Regions from separate parts of the Arachis hypogaea genome. Here region 1 is linked to region 2. The links are chromatin contacts, called in public Hi-C maps. All regions are on one chromosome and are shown on one strand. Each heading gives the region's core, a stretch centred on a gene start, on an enhancer-like site or on the middle of the called end of the contact. The rest is flanking DNA. Distances are from core to core; before and after follow the strand shown. Region 1 holds the start of LOC112786817 (probable NOT transcription complex subunit VIP2). Region 2 has its middle 9.4 kb from the start of LOC112786757.

What was found. A called contact is a pair of places that touch in the nucleus more often than the background predicts.
Region 1: a contact with region 2 is called in a Hi-C map of an unstated tissue, with 2.5 times the contacts expected there. The contact joins the promoter of LOC112786817 here to the enhancer-like site in region 2. A contact is called at or near these places in 4 of 8 Hi-C or Micro-C datasets (leaf and an unstated tissue).

The regions. Positions count from the first base shown.
Region 1 is chr3:2,469,939-2,474,918 of arahy.Tifrunner.gnm2.J5K5, reverse strand. LOC112786817 (probable NOT transcription complex subunit VIP2) reads right to left here and starts at 2,884. Exons shown (of 14, transcript XM_025830191.2): 1 at 2,623-2,884; 2 at 1,889-2,007; 3 at 1,404-1,473; 4 at 1,112-1,290; 5 at 588-957; 6 at 11-196. The coding sequence starts at 1,906. It overlaps LOC112793588 (small nucleolar RNA snoR35), which reads left to right and starts at 1,365; the gene lies at 1,365-1,445.
Region 2 is chr3:2,418,156-2,423,372 of arahy.Tifrunner.gnm2.J5K5, reverse strand. No RefSeq gene overlaps it. Among protein-coding and RNA genes, the nearest start is that of LOC112786757, 9.4 kb to the right of the region's middle. Within about 2 kb of position 1,547, at least 1 of the 3 cell types and tissues checked has open chromatin away from gene starts, as enhancers often do.

The DNA.
Region 1 (4,980 bases), core at 1,635-4,134, 50 kb before region 2:
GTTTGCATACCCAATTGTCCTTGAGGCCCTCCAGCAGAACTAGGTCGACTAGTCAGTTGAGGGAAGTCATTCATGTCAAAAGGAGAATTATCACTCGAGTTTACATCATTCAACATACCCATAACATGGCTTTGTGAAAGTGGACCACCAGCATTGGGATAAGAGTTCCCTAGCATTGAAATCACCTGCGGAGATCCTGAATCAAGAAGCTCTTGTCACCACAAAGAAATACTTCAAAACCTATGGTAAGCTCGAGTATCAATCGTAGGAAAAATATTTATGCATTCAACATGCATAAAAACAAATATAAATGATTTCATCAAGCATATTATATACAAATCTAAAACAACCAGCAGTTCTTTAACAGTTTTCAACATGTGGAAGCGAACGATGTGGTTGCATAGAAGGCCAACTAGTTGGACAAGCTAAACCAATGCAAACAGAAAATAAAGTCATCTTCTATATGGCTGCACTTGGACACTCATCGTGCACAAAGCAAATGCAATTAGGGGTCATTGCATGAGAACATCTTTGTGGATAAGTATTGCTTCAACACCATTATAATGGAAATCCATAAACATCCGTACCTTGTGGAAGCACACCACTCATCAATCGATTCTGTCCCTGTACTCCTAAGCCAGCAGATCCACTGTTTGCACTCAAATGACGGGATGTGAGACCAGGTACAGACAATCCTCCACCAGTCCTTCCAAGGTTCCCCCCTCCAACCATGTTTCCCACAGAACTTGTGATTCGAGGACCCGCATTTCCCAAAATTTGGGATACTCCCAATCCTGGAACAGCATTTCGGTTACCAATTGCAGCGGATGTTGGAAGAATCCCAGGAATAGAACCTCCAACTCCATTTGTGCTACTACTAAATCCAGGGTTTCCTACAACATTTATACCTCCTCTATTGGCGACTCCCGAGTGTCCATGGGCACTTCCATGAGATAGCTGCAAAATTTAATTGAGATAAATGAACCCCTGATAAATTATGTAACAGTAGGAGAAGGATGATAGGAAGAAGAGTTGATATTATGCACAATATTCTATTAACTACTCTACCAATCTATAGTGTAAAGAAACAAACAGATGACATAACAAATACCTGGGATAATGCAACAGGCAGATTGTTGGAACCAAACCTTCCACTAGAAAGGCTACCTGTTTGTTGCTGAACACCACCGGATGGAACGCTATTTATTGTTGAGTTTCTTGATGTGAGTGTACCAGGCATGTTGGGTACATTAAAGCTCCCATGAATATTGTGCAGTCCTTGAATGGATCCTGCACCAAGAACCTAGCAATTATACAACTAAATGGGACAAGAAAATGAATTAATGCCAGCAAAAGCTCCCCACCAGTATGATGAAAGACAGGGGAGGCTGCACCAGACTGACCAGAGAATGAAGTAGCAAAAGACCTCCCAGCACCATCTGGAAGATTTGAAGCAGAACCGTTCAGAGAAGACTGCAAGGAAATCTCAGTTAAAATTTACTTTTATGATAGACATGTAGTAAAAGGAATAAAATCAAGACATGGGAACCAACATCCTAGGGAAACTGTACTAGACTGGAATTTAAGCACCTTCAAGGCAAACAACATGCATACAAGAAAGCGAGTAAGTTCTAACACTCATTAAGTAACAGAAGTTAATCCCCAGTATAAGCCAGCTAATAGTCTGTCTGGTCAATCCCTAATAGAAAAACCCTAGTTTTCCTAATGCAACCAAACAAGCAGTTATTCAAACTATCCGAGAAAATTATAGTAAAAAAATCTGGTAGCCATGACAATGCAAAGTAATAAAACGGGAAAGAACAAAAATTGAAAATCTTCTCCAAATGACAGAACAAAATGGGAAGCATTTCAAGGTATAAGGGAATACATTAAGTAGCCCTGACATTGCTCGAATTTCAACAGGCCAAACTATAAGTCATCCCTTTCCTGAGTCCTCCCTTGAACACCAACCTGAAGAGCGTTTTCCTTGCAACAAATCAACACAACCTATAGAGGATAAAAACAGTAACTTGTAAGAATGAGCAAACTCTATATTTGTCCATAGGAGACACCAATAACTTACTGAAGCAGAAACCACAGTTAAAACTTAAAACTAATTATCAACACGGGGACTGTCATGCTTGAAAATAAAGAATCAAGAACAATGACTTAACCAAACACTTGGCAACACTGAAAAGTAACAATACATCAAAAAAATGACAGTGTTGAATGAACGCACATTAAAACCAAGAAAATCCGCCAGATTCCTAACCTAAAACACTTAAACCAAGCTCGCAAGCTAAAAACACACTTCCAAATGCACATTAATCAGACATCATCCAAATTGCAGATTCCTCTATCATCTCACATCTTAAATTGAAAACAAAAATCAACCAAACGACAGTTCAATTGACGACACATAGCTTCAGTTGCACAAACAAGAATTAGCATTAATAGCAGAAAATTAAATTCGAAGCTTAAGAACTGGAACCGTAAGATCTAAAACAGTGAAAATAATGAGTAGCGCGAACGCGAAGATCTAACTTCTAAGAGAATGAAATGAAGGAGTTGTAAGAGAGAGCACAGTAGATCGAAGCTACGAACGAGTCGACTCGGCGATACCTGAAGGAGCAGATCGGAGCTGCAAGAAGGTTCTGAGTCAAAGAGCGAGTTCGTGAGCCCTAAATCGAAAACCAGAGAGAAGGATAGAAAGCGATAGGTATGAGCGAGAGAGAAAGAGAGAGAAAACAAGATAGAGAGAGAAAAGCTTCGGGTTGGGTTTGGGTTTGAGTTTGGGTTTGTGAAGACAGAGACGAGCGTTTACGAATTTCTGTGATAAGTGGAAAAACGAAGGGGGAAAAATAAAATTATATATAATATATATATATTCAAGTTATATATATAATTAAGTTAAGTATTAACCGCTGGTGAGGATTCTCCACCAAGCACCAACACCTTGGGCCTCATTTGTGAAAAGTTTATGCCACTTGAGAGTTGAGACTTGTGAGATTCCATGGAGTTATTCAAATTCAATTAAGGTGCATGCTATGGTGCCTATATACATTTGTCTAACTTACTAAAAAGAGATAAAAATAAATATTTAAATTAAAAAATATAAAAATAAATAAATTTTTAATATTTAAAACTTACCATAAAAGGCAAGTTCGGCAATTTCGACACTAAAGTTATAGGCACCATAGAATTTGCCTTCAATTAAATCCAATTAAAATTGCTTAATAAATTTAATCTAATTGAAAAACCAAAAATGCAATATGAAAACTAAAAATTAATTACTAAATTAATTATTATATATTTATTATAAATATATATTATTTAACTCATTTTTAATATCTATTTTATAATAAGAATTTATAAAAAAATTAATTAAAATTATAAATAATATATTTATATTGATTTACTTTTTACTTAAAAGTATGATGATTTGGTGAGATAAACAAGTATTTGTTATTCTTGTTAACTTATTTTTAACTGTTTTAAAAATACTTTACATATTAAATTGTGTAAAATATTAAATATTTATGACTTAATATTTTTTTTTAAGTGAAATTCGAGACTTTTAGATAAAAATAAAAAAATTATGTCATTTAAGACTTAATATTTTATTTTAAGTTATTGTTAAATGTTAATACTAATAGCGTTAGTTGAATACTATATTAACTTTACCTCTAATTTTATAGAAGAACCATTTTTAGAAAGTCAAAATTTTGCTTTAAAATTATAGTGACGTTCAATGCAATTATGGTAGTATTAGTTTTTTTTAAGAAACCTCTAATCATATATTCTCATATAATATATTATACAAAGAGCTCATCTCTAAGTGTGTTTTTTGACTTTTTTTTTAACAATATTCTCATATAATATTGTTAAGTGTATTTTCTTTTGTAGATAGAAAGGATTTAGGGATTTGTTTTAGATAGAGCTCGTCATTATAGGAGATCGAGATGGTGGTGGTGGTTGAGACAGTGTTCACGGCTGCGGTGGTGGCAGAGTTAATCACAAGTGGCAGAAGAAATAAGAGATATTAGACCATCTCCAGGGAATTCATCCCAATTCCTATTTATGGCCCACCTGTCATAAAAAGTAACTCTACATTAATTTTTACGTCATAAACAGTAAATAGGAACTCAAATCATCTATTTCTTTTCCATTAGGAGGAATTAACTTTAGCTCCTGTTGTAGTCTCACTTAATTAATTAATTAAAATATTTAAAATTAATATAATTGAATTTTTTCAATAATATTATTTAAATTTATAAATTTAAAAATAATTCACTATTAAAAGATATTGATATTAAATAAATTCATATATAACAATAATACACAATATATAATTCATATATTACAATAATATTATTTACATTTATAAATTAAAAAATAATTCATTGTTAAAAAATATTAATATTAAAAAAATTATATATAAAAATAATACACAATATATAATTCATAATTCGAGATGACACTAATTTATAAAATTGTTTAATATAAAAACGTAATTAAACTCCATAGTTAACGATAAATATTGTGAAATTGCCATATGTGTTCAATCAATAAATTTAATTAACTATAATTTAATAAAATAATATTTAATATTGATTAAATATAATTATTTATATTAATTATAATTTATTATAACTAATTATTAAATGATTAACATAAATAATTAATTAAATAGATATATAATTATTTAATATAATAAATTATTATAATTATTAATAAATTAATTATAATTTAATTATTTAATATAATTTTTTAATTAATTATGATTTTATATAAATATTTTTTTATAATAATTAATTAAATAATTATATTAAATAATTTAATTATTTATTTTAAAGATAACTTGCCATGTGGCAAGCTATCATTGGCATTCACAAGTCCCTGTGAGGAGGAACTCCTTCTCCTTGGAATGTGAGTGGGAACTCAATTTTCCTTTTCTCCAACCGTTGATGTCACAAAAAG
Region 2 (5,217 bases), core at 298-2,797:
ATGGTTGACTGCAGTAAAAAGTGAAATTGTGGTGTTAGAAAGGGAAAAAAAAAGGGATAAGAAAGGAAAAGGTGAATATAAGAGTAAAATAATAATTTTAAAAAAATTATCGGAAAATAATTGATCCTAATTATTGGATTGTTACCAAATATAATACCGGATTGTTTGGAACGGAAGGCACTCATCGCATTATCCAAGTTAATTGTCTTGGAAGGCAAAGAGTCTCAATCATGAATTAACCTTCTTGCTGTAAGTAGGTATAGTGAATTAACTTGAAAATGTGCCAAAATGAAAAGGCTAGTTTTTTTTTATAATATTTTTAATATTTATTTAAGTGGACAAATTGTACAATTAACTCAAATTAGTTATTAATGGTAATATTTGTATATTTATTATTAGATAAATTATTTTTTTTTGGTCTCCGCTTTTTTTTTTGTGTGAGACATATTATAGGCGTGTAACAGATGTCAACTCCAAATAATTACAGGACTAAAAATTCATTTCCTATAAAAAATAAAAAAATAAAAATAAAAAATCCTCTTTCTCTTTTTCTTCTTTTTCAAACCCATTATTATTACTATTTATCTCTACAGTCTTATAATTTTTCTTTACATTAACTTTGACAAAATTACAAAACTAGTAATCCATATATCATTAATAAGATTTGGAGACAATCGGAAGACCTTAGCGACGAGCTTGAATGCCTCACCAAATATTACATTTGAATTCTTGTAACGTTTGCAGAGGATGAGGCATGGGCAAATAACTCTGAACGTAGTACCAATCAGAAATAGGAAAATTATTAAGGATAGAGACACGAAGGACATTGAGGACAGTGAGGATCTTAGTGACGTCAAAAAGATTTGGAGTGTGCTATTGAGGGAGGTTGGGTGAGGGCGAAAAGGAGAAGAAGAAGAGAAAGAAGAAACCACGGTGGCAACAATTGTTGGTGGCAAAACAAAGAGAGAAGATGGTGGTTCTGAAGATGGCACGATAGAGGGAAGAAAAATAGAATAAGAAGAGGAAGAAGAAAAGAGAAGTTGGTTAGGTGATGCTGATATTGCGATGATGGTTGTGAAGCTAAAGTTCGATGATGATGATGATAAAGATGATGGTGACTAGAAAGAAAAAGAAGAAGAGAAGAGAAAAAGAGGGTTTTTATTAATAAATGAGAACTGAATTAAAGTTTAAAGATGATTAAAATGCGATATAATTCAGAACAAAAAAAAATCAGGAGTCAGAATAAAAAGAGTATTTACCTTTTATTATTTAATACTTAGGATGAGTCATATATTTTTTTTTTTACCCAAACGGAATCCCCCAACCCGATAGGTTAAGGACTAATCCGTCGCGGATCTGAGCTCCATTTAAGGGTCTGCCGCTGGCCAATGAGTTGCTGCATGCACAAGGTGGGATTCGAACTCCCGACACTTGCTTAAGCAGATGAGTGAGCTAATCACTCGACCAACCCAAGTTGGTTGGAGGAGTCGTACATACCGTAAAGGGTGGTGAGGAAGTAACTTCAATATGATCAGCAATGAAATACGTTGGCCCACATAGGCCCATCTCGGCCCAATCCATTAATATTTCCTTTACTAAGCCCAACGAAATATATAAAATACTTGAATAAATAAATGGTTAAGTAGAATACTTCAATCTTAAGAAATACATAATATATATTTTGCTAAAAGGTTAATATATGCATTTATTTTAAATAAATTAAATTTTATTTCAAGTTTTCTTATTTCAAAACACAAAAATGATAAACTTTAGTTTTTCCTTCAACTGAGATTTATATCTGAAAACCCCTTGATAATATTTATTAAGGTAGAATTCAACATATTTAATTTGTTTGTTGTCTAATTCACTAGTGTTAGACTTGAAAATGGGAGGGAAAAAATAGTTTATAATACTTAGGGATGCGTCCTTTTTGGTAGCTTCCAAAGTGTTATTTTATCACTTGACATTAGGTGGGAAAAAATTGAAGAAGAGAAAATTAGGTTTACTATCACATCTTTGTCAATGAGGACTTGTTAAAATGTCAAAGTTAAGAGATTGATATTAGAACATAAAGCAAGAGTTTTCAGAATCATTCCTTTGGCCTTCTTTAGTACTTTCTTTTTTATTACCTTAGAATTTAGGTCCATATATACTTAATTAATCTGCTTCGTTCATTCATTCTATGGCTTGAAGACAATGGAAAAAACACAATCGTTAATTAAGAGAACAACATTATACAACATTAAAGTATGTTAGCACATGGCATTATTGTTCTAGCTAGCTAGAATCTAGATGCTATACTTTGAACGTTAGGGGTTATTATTGTCCATCACATAAATTTGACCATTTTCTGTGATATGGAAAATTTAGTAGCCTTAATGCTTCAGCTATATATATAGCTACTACCTTGAAAGCAAAATATTACCAAAATCTCCATTTTTGTACTATGAACATTTTTGCTTAGTATCTTTACTTTTTCCACATGGCAATTGATTTACAAGACTATAACAATAATTAACTATCATGTTATAATTAATTTGGAGGCCTAACCACAATTCATCTTATCCCATACGTAATTCTGTTAGTCCTATAATTTTGTGAAATTTTTAATTATATTATATATTTTTTTAATTGAGTTGTTACACTAAATTTTTTTTAATTAAATTTCTATACTTTTTTATTTAGGTCTCTGTACAATTTTTTTTAATTAGGTTTCTATACAATTAAATCAATTACTGTCAAGAGGGACTTACTTGAAAAAAAATTTGGTGCAAGAACCAAATTAAAAGAAAAAAAATATAGAAATCTAATTAAAAATTTCGCAAAACTACAGAGACTAACAAAATAATTAAACCTATTCTATATATATCATCAACATTACCATGATTGTTGTGACTGAAATTAGGGTTTATTTCCTTTTTTACTGGAATGATTAAAAGAAATACGGGTGTACATGGTCGGATGAATCCGGATTCGTCTTGATCCGAATCTGGTCTTGAATAATAACTTAGTCTATTTTTAAAATCTTTGTCCAGTTTTAAATCCGGTGAAATCATACTGCTTTTGGGTCATACTAAAACCAGATCAAAATCGATAAAGTTCGGGCCTTAATAAATTTTATGTCAAAAAATTATGATATACTTAATTGTAAAAAGGAAAAAAACATATTTATTAACGAGAAGTTGATATCCATATTTGAACTTGAATTTGTCTATAAATTATTTCGTACTTCTTTGATCTATTTTCTAATTTACTAAGTATGATTAAAAATAAAACAATAAACTTATAATTAATATAACATAATATTAAAATTAATTTTAAACATATATACATTTTTTTAATCCCCTTAGAGTGCACATAGATCGGGTGAAGCTGAATTTACCTTGACCTGAGTCCGACCATAAATAATAATCGGATCTATTTCTGAGATTATTACCCAACTCTAAACCCGATAAAATCACACTAAACTAGTCTCTAAAATATTCAGAACCAAACCTTTAAGCCGAATCGAACTATATACACCCCTAAACAAATAGAGTTTGTTGAGTAAAATAAAATAGTAATGTGTTATATTATTTATTTTACTTCCCATGTGTGATATATAAAAGTTGAAAGGAAAATTCTCACACACTAACATCTTTTAGTTGGACATATTATCTACTTGCGTACTTCTCTCCCCCTCTCTCTCTTTATATATATTTTGGTTTCTCACGATATCTCTCGATCAGCAAGTCAATAACTAATTCGTCGCAAATTAAAACTCTACTTAAAAGTTTGTTGTTAGCCAATAAATCACTACATGAATAAGATTTAAACTCTCGACATATACACTACACGCATGTATACAAGGAGACAATTAGTGTTACTTCTCTCAAAAATTTAAGATAATAGAAAAAAATAATACGAATGATTATATATCTAACATTCCTTCTTAAACAATTGATTCTTTTGAATTTGTTTTTTTTTTGTATAAATTCTTTTGTTTTAAGTTTAGCAATGATCGAATTTTAAATTATTTGAATATAAAATTTTAATCCTGTATCATGATAATATATCAACTTAGACTAAAAATAATAGCATCATGACATATAAAAAAAATACGAGAGAGGTTTGATGTATAATATCTTTAATTTTAAAATTTTTTATTATATATAATCTATAAAATATATATTATAATGTCTAAAATTTAAATCCATAATTTTTTTAGTTTAAACTTAAAATAGTTACCATCTTAATTAATTAATGTCATCATATTTGCTACTGTTATATACATTTAATTAATAAAAACATAAATTAATAAACAATAATATCTATTAATATGTATACTAATTAATATATCCTAATGACATCGTGTAGGCTTTGGTGTCTGCATGGTTTGCAACCTTTAGGGGAGCAATTTGTTGTTTTGTTAAAATTATTATTATTACTGTGAAAAAGGGCTTAGTAGAACATAATATAAGACTACAAGAGTATATTTTCGAAGGAATTGAAGCTGCAAGAGAATCAGAACCTGGCATCTGTGAATGTCAGGCTAGAGAAAGATCTAACGACTCTGCAACGCTAATTATTTTTTATACCATAGTTTAAATGGTGTAAACATTAATATGAGTTTAAATTGGTGTAATAACTTAAATTAGTACTCATGATTTGTATAACAAAAAAAAATCGTAATTCGCAATTTTATAAATTATAATTTTTAAGTTAAAAAATTAAATTTGTAACTCATAATTTCTGATTTTTTTTGTCTAATTTAAAATTGTAATTCACGATTTTTGTTTTTTTTTGTTTTATTTAAAATTGTCACTCATCATTTTTTTTTATCTTACAATTTTTTATATTATTATATTACACTAAAATATCATAATATTAATAAAAATTATCGATAATAATCTAAGATAAAAAAATTAGCCACTTTGCAACCATTCGCTTAAAAATGATTGATTTTTTACTTAAATAATAGAAACACACATTTTTTTAGAGAGAAAATCATATAAATTTTTACAATAAAATATGAAAATTCGTTATTTAAAAAAATATGAAGGACATAATAAAAAATGTGTTGAAAGAAGAAAAAATACGTATTGAGAAGAGAAAAATAAGAAGAGAAAGAAAAAAAAAATAAAAAGTTATTGATCCTATTTTTTAGATTTTTTACACTAAATTAAAAATTTGGTTCAATAATAGTTTATTCACCTAGCACTACTATTTAAAGAAACA